Regions from separate parts of the Zea mays genome. Here region 2 is linked to region 1. Evidence: chromatin contacts called from public Hi-C data. All regions are on one chromosome and are shown on one strand. The core of a region is the stretch at or near the end of the contact, and the rest is flanking DNA. Distances in the headings are between cores, read along the strand shown.

Region 1 (2,806 bases), core at 110-2,609:
ATATGCCATTTAAAAATTAGAAGTAATCTTCGCTCCTAGAGTCCTAGTCAATTTGTACCACACCATCCCTTCATCTTTTACAAGTCTAAATCAAATAAGTGAATAACTGTTTAAACAAGTTGAAGCCCGTAGTGATGTTTAACCAAACTTTTGTGTTCCTACTTCCTACACTTTTTTCGCATCCTAGGCACCCACCAGCTTTTGTCAATTATTACTCACGGAGTTCTTTGTTTGGTTTTGCAGAATCCTATGCTTAGCACCACCCAAGCATGGAAATGTAACGTTCATATGATTCCAGAACATAAAAAGGTTCCATGGACTAATTGCACGATGACAACCGGACTAATCCTTAAAAGGAGATAACACACCTACAATCAAAAAGCCAATACTCCTACAGTCAAGAGAAAGCATTCATTTGCTAATAAAAGTGCAATACACCATTCTAATACTGGGATATGTCACAATCCTGTAAGGTGGTCAAATTGTGGTTTAAGTCCATAAACTTCCTTTGAAACACTGATGTTGCTAACAAGAACCACACACCTAATGTATGAACACGTCTTAACCCATAACCATTTCATGAGGAATTAAGCCACACACATTGATACTCCTTAAATTTCAATTCCCTGTCTCTGACTGAAAGTTGCACGCATGTTGAGTTCTATTATCCTAATGCTTCTCGCACTGTCAACTCGCAACATATTTCCGAATTGCGGGCAAAAGCTACAATTCCACCAGTCAATGAGTCAATAAACCCTAGAAGACAAGATTCTACATAAACCCTACAAATCAAGTTGCAAAAATTATCACTTGAACTTTCAAAGGTCCGGCCGAAGCCCCAAACTAAACCAGCGGGTCATCCATCTCAGAAAAACAACGCCGAAACCGTAGCCGCGCACCGCACCGTCGACGCACAGACCCAGGCGTCACCCGAAAAAACCAACTCGCCCCATCGCGCGCCGTACCTGGTTGAGGATGAAGCTCTTGCCCTGGCGCGCGCGGCCGCAGACGGAGACGACCCCGACGGGGCCCTTCACGAGCTGCAGCGCCGCCGCCGCCTCGGGGTCCATCACGAACCTGCCCTTCTCGTCGCAGTACGCCAGGCGCAGCGGCCGCGCGGGACCCGCGACCGCGCCGCCGTCCCCGCTCATGACGGGGGTCGCCTCGCCAGCGCTGGGGCTCCCCCCGCGGAGGCCCAGCATCTGGAACATCGCGAAGTCGCCGCCGACGGCAAGGAGAGGTCCGTGAGCCTGTGTTTTTTCTGCTTTCAAAAAATGGGGAGAGGGAAAGGCGGGTTCAGCAGGGATCGCGAATGCCCTCGTCCCTCCCTCCAAGGTTCAGCAAAAGCAACGAAACGACACGGTCGCTGGCGGAGGTTGAGCCGACGTCGGTTCCCGCCGCTGCGTTGGAACGACGCGACGTGGGCCACGCGGCTGCCCTTAGTGGGCTTCACGCGCTGCGTCTCTGTGCTGCTGAGATGGACTGTTGGGCCTTGATCCGTCCAGAAAGGCTTCCCGTTTCTTTTTCTTTCTTCTTTGAATTCAGCAGGTCGGTGCTGAGCTTGTGACCTGGACTTGTTTTTTTTTCTATTCAAAATATTTTGCCTTTATTTAAATCACGGACCAAGATTTGTGGGACTTGCCGCAAGAATTAAACAAAAATTGTTTGTTTGTAAGTCAGTTTTTTATACTGCTCTTTGATCATCGTGGCTCGTCGTCTGGACAATATTGGGAGTGTCAAATAAAATATACTAGTGGGTTGCCCGTGCGTTGCGACGTCTTACAACAATACCTATGTAAATTATCTACTAAAAAAATTCAAGATTTTTTATTAATTGTCTCTACTCTCCATATAATATTTTTTGATTTGGCTAACTGATATTATTTTTACTTCATCCAATATGTCTTGGTACAACACGACCAATAAAGTGAGCGATTAGAAGAGAGTTCACAACGACTCACTAAACGAACAGAGATTATAAAATAATATAATTCCACCATACAGAGACCAAATAAGAGAAAGTTTGTGGGCTCAAGTTTCTAAAATAAGTCTCATGAACTCAAACTTATAAAAAAGATAGATCAAAATATGGAGTGATTGCTAAAGTCAGGAATCAATAAAAATTGTATGCACTCCATATAAATTATGCTACTTTCTAGCAATTACTAACGTTTAGAACCAACAAATAACCTTTCATTTTACTGTTAGTGTAACAAATCATTGTTGCTCCATCCAATTCAACAACCTCAAACACCATTGAGTTCATTGCGCCAATGTGGTCTCAGAAACGACCTAATGTTTGCAAGAGCCAAGAACGTTGTGTCGTGCTTGTGCTGTAGCCTCGGCCCGTAGTATTGGCCCGGTCCGACACGATTATATTTTTTTATTTTACAAAAAACGTATATACATATATACAATTTATATTTTTATATTAATTATTAAAAATATATAAGCATGATGTTCCACTGGTTAGATAGCTTCACCCAGTGTGTCCCGCCCTTCATTCATCACGGCATTGGTTCAAACCTCACCTCCTACACCGTTTTTTTAACATTTTATGTTGATTTAATCAAATGGGACGACGAGCTAACGAGCTGGCCCGACACAGTCAGCAGGTCGACATGACATGCCTGGCCAGAGTTATGGCCCACAGACGTTTGGCTCGTGCCGGGCCGCCATTTGGCCATCTATAGGCGTGTATCAGGTTAATTTGAAATAGCTACGAGAAGTTATTTGTAAAAAAAATGACGCGGAATGACCGTTAAAACTGATGCTTTAAGTATAGTATAGATATAGATTAATAAAG
Region 2 (2,806 bases), core at 194-2,693, 140 kb after region 1:
ACTCTGCATGCAGCACACACATGCAATACACCTCGCCTCATTGACGAGAGGGCCGCAAAGTTGTCCCAGACAGAACCATGAGCGCAGTTCGAGTCGAGCGATCGTTTCGTTGGAGTACTAGCTGCGCAATCAATGTTTGGACCGATGGCCCATATGCATGCATAAACTAAACTATCGTCACCACCTGCGTTCCTGCACTGGCAAGGTAACGGCTACTCTCTGCGGACTGCGGTTGTCGTATACTACCCAGAACACAGATCACTGATGCCGCCTTCTCTGCTGCTGCTACTGGTATAGTTTACGCGAGTGAGTCGAGAAGAGACCTCGCAAGATGCGGCCAAGTCCACAGGTTGCCCGTTCTTAATTATCTCAAGCCGTGGACGCGACCGGCGACCTGGCGGACTAGAAGCCGTGGACGCGTGCAGTTCATGCAAATGTCCGTCTCGAGATCCGAAATGAGGATTCCCCGGCGTAGATCGATCGGTGAAACCGAGCTGCTTTGGATCCGGAATGCATGAGACCGGCCGGCTTTCTTGCCAGCTACTAGCATTGATCACTCTCCACCAAACAGGGATATTTGCCGGCGAGCAAGGGGACCTGTTGGTACGGGCACTCAGCTGAGCAGGGCCCAACACCAACAGCATGTACACCTGGCTTTCCTTATCGGCCAGCTCCGCTTGCTGGGACGGACGGCTCCAACTCTCTTCATCCTGGCAAAAAACTGAACAGCGCGTATTCGGCGGTGGGACGACCGGTTGGTTGCATCATTGCATACGTTGGTGGGCAGGCACGAAATGGATTGGACCCACAGATAACTGAGCTTGAAGTGCTCCTGATGGCAGTTTGGGGTCCTACAAACACGAATGCCTTCTCTTCTCTTATTTTCTTTTCTTTTTTTTAACGAACAGACAGGAGGTTTGCCGGCCGTTCAATTAAGCAAGGAAAGAATGCCTTCGTTTCTCAACCTTGCGACGATCCATCTTAAGCAAACAAAGAAATGCCAGCCGAGCAGCTTGCAAGTTTCTGGCTCAGCTGACCGTTATTCAGACTCCGCGGAAAACAGTATTATCGCTCTACTGCGCAGCAACCTTTTTTTTTATGACGGATCTTGTGTTTCTTTAAGCATAATATGGCACAGTAGCTCTGAATATCTGATCATACTCTGGCAACCATTCATGACTTCAAAACCGATATTAAGGCTCCCTTTGACATGGCTATCGCAGTGGCTCTTTTTCTATCTCTTCGTGAAGCCGTACCAAACAGTCTTAAAAAAACGGCTCTTCACAGAGAGCCATCAAAGAGCCAGAGCCGTTTTGCTATTTGGAGCCGAAGCACGAGAAAACAAGCTTCTATCGGCCCCTTATATCCGGCACACAATAATGTATCACAAAATTACAGTCTCTGCTACGGTCTCCTCGTGAGAAGCTGTTTTGTCAAATGAATTACAAAACGGCTCTGGCTCCTCTAGAGAACCAAAGAAGCCAGAGGGAAGCCGTTAGGAGCCCTGCCAAAGGGGCCTAAAGGCCGGTTTGGTAGACAGTAAAATAGAGAAGATCTATAAAAGAGATAATCTCTTTGTTAACAGTAAAATAGAGGAGATCTATAAAAAAGATAATCTCTTTGCTAGTTTTAATCCCTTCCAATCGACTCGATACAAATCGTTTTCGTACTCGCAATTTGCTCGATCCTCCACTAGGAGTGGGAGGGAGATCTCAGGTCAAATGCCTCGGTCCTCTGCCAGACTGTTCCCTCTCACGTGCTGACTGACAACTCCGCGCCGATCGATCCACGGGCGTTATTAGTATAGAGCGCGTTCGCCTGCACTACAAAAACCACTGTTGCAGCTGCAAAATACTGTTGCAGCTGCAATCACCAGAGAGAAAATACTGTAGAAGCCGCAGCCGCAGTCGGATTAAAGCCGCAGCGAACAAGCCCATATATCGCCGTCAGAGCCATCACCCCGATGGATCCCTGCGTTTCGTGCTCAGGTTCAGCGGAAACTGAGCCGTGAGCACCGCCGCCGCCACCACCTTTGCGTTTGCGGTGACGACACGACACCAATAATGGCGGCGGCAAGGACAAGGAGCCTGCTCGCGGCGGCGTTCCTGGCGCTGGCGGCGGTGCCGGCGGTGCTCTGCCAGGCGCCAGGCCCCGCGGCGGCGGCGCCGCCCAACAAGGGCCCGCCGAACGTTACGGCGATCCTGGAGAAGGGCGGGCAGTACACGACGTTCATGCGGCTGATGAAGTCGACGCAGCAGGACACGCAGCTGAACGGCCAGCTGAACAACTCGTTCGGCAGCGGGTACACGGTGTTCGCGCCCACCGACAGCGCCTTCTCCAGCCTCAAGCCCGGCACGCTGAACAAGCTGTCGCAGCAGGAGCAGGTGTCGCTGGTGCAGTACCACGTCCTGCCGCAGTTCTACTCGCTCGACTCCTTCGAGACCGCCAGCAACCCCGTGCGTACGCAGGCGTCGGGCTCCGACGGGCCCTACACGCTCAACATCACCGCCGACAGCAGCGGCCAGGCCAACGTGTCCACGGGCCTCGTCGCCACCCGCGTCGGCCAGGCCCTGCGCGCGCAGCAGCCCCTCGCCGTCTACTCCGTCGACCAGGTGCTGCTGGCCAACGACCTGTTCGGCGTCAAGCCCCCGGCGTCCGCGCCGCCCGCCGCCAGGAAGCCGGCCAAGGGCGGGTCCGTCGCCGAGGCGCCCGCCGCCGGCTCGGCTGACGCGCCGCCCTCCGGCGCGGCCGCGCGCGGCGCCAGCAGGACCGCCGGATGGAGCTCGCTGCCCGCTCTGCTGTTCCT

The links. Hi-C and Micro-C count contacts between places; a contact is called where the count stands out from the background.
Region 2: a Hi-C map of endosperm shows a contact between it and region 1, with 7 times the contacts expected there. The contact joins the promoter of LOC109941448 here to the promoter of LOC100272243 in region 1. A contact is called at or near these places in 14 of 25 Hi-C or Micro-C datasets (bundle sheath, ear, endosperm and 3 more).

Annotation. Positions count from the first base shown.
Region 1 is chr8:70,712,165-70,714,970 of Zm-B73-REFERENCE-NAM-5.0, forward strand. It overlaps LOC100272243 (Guanylate-binding family protein), which reads right to left and starts at 1,360. Exons shown (of 14, transcript XM_008656297.4): 1 at 966-1,360. The coding sequence starts at 1,211.
Region 2 is chr8:70,847,096-70,849,901 of Zm-B73-REFERENCE-NAM-5.0, forward strand. LOC109941448 (fasciclin-like arabinogalactan protein 9) reads left to right here and starts at 1,444. Exons shown (of 1, transcript XM_020542414.3): 1 at 1,444-2,806. The coding sequence starts at 2,064.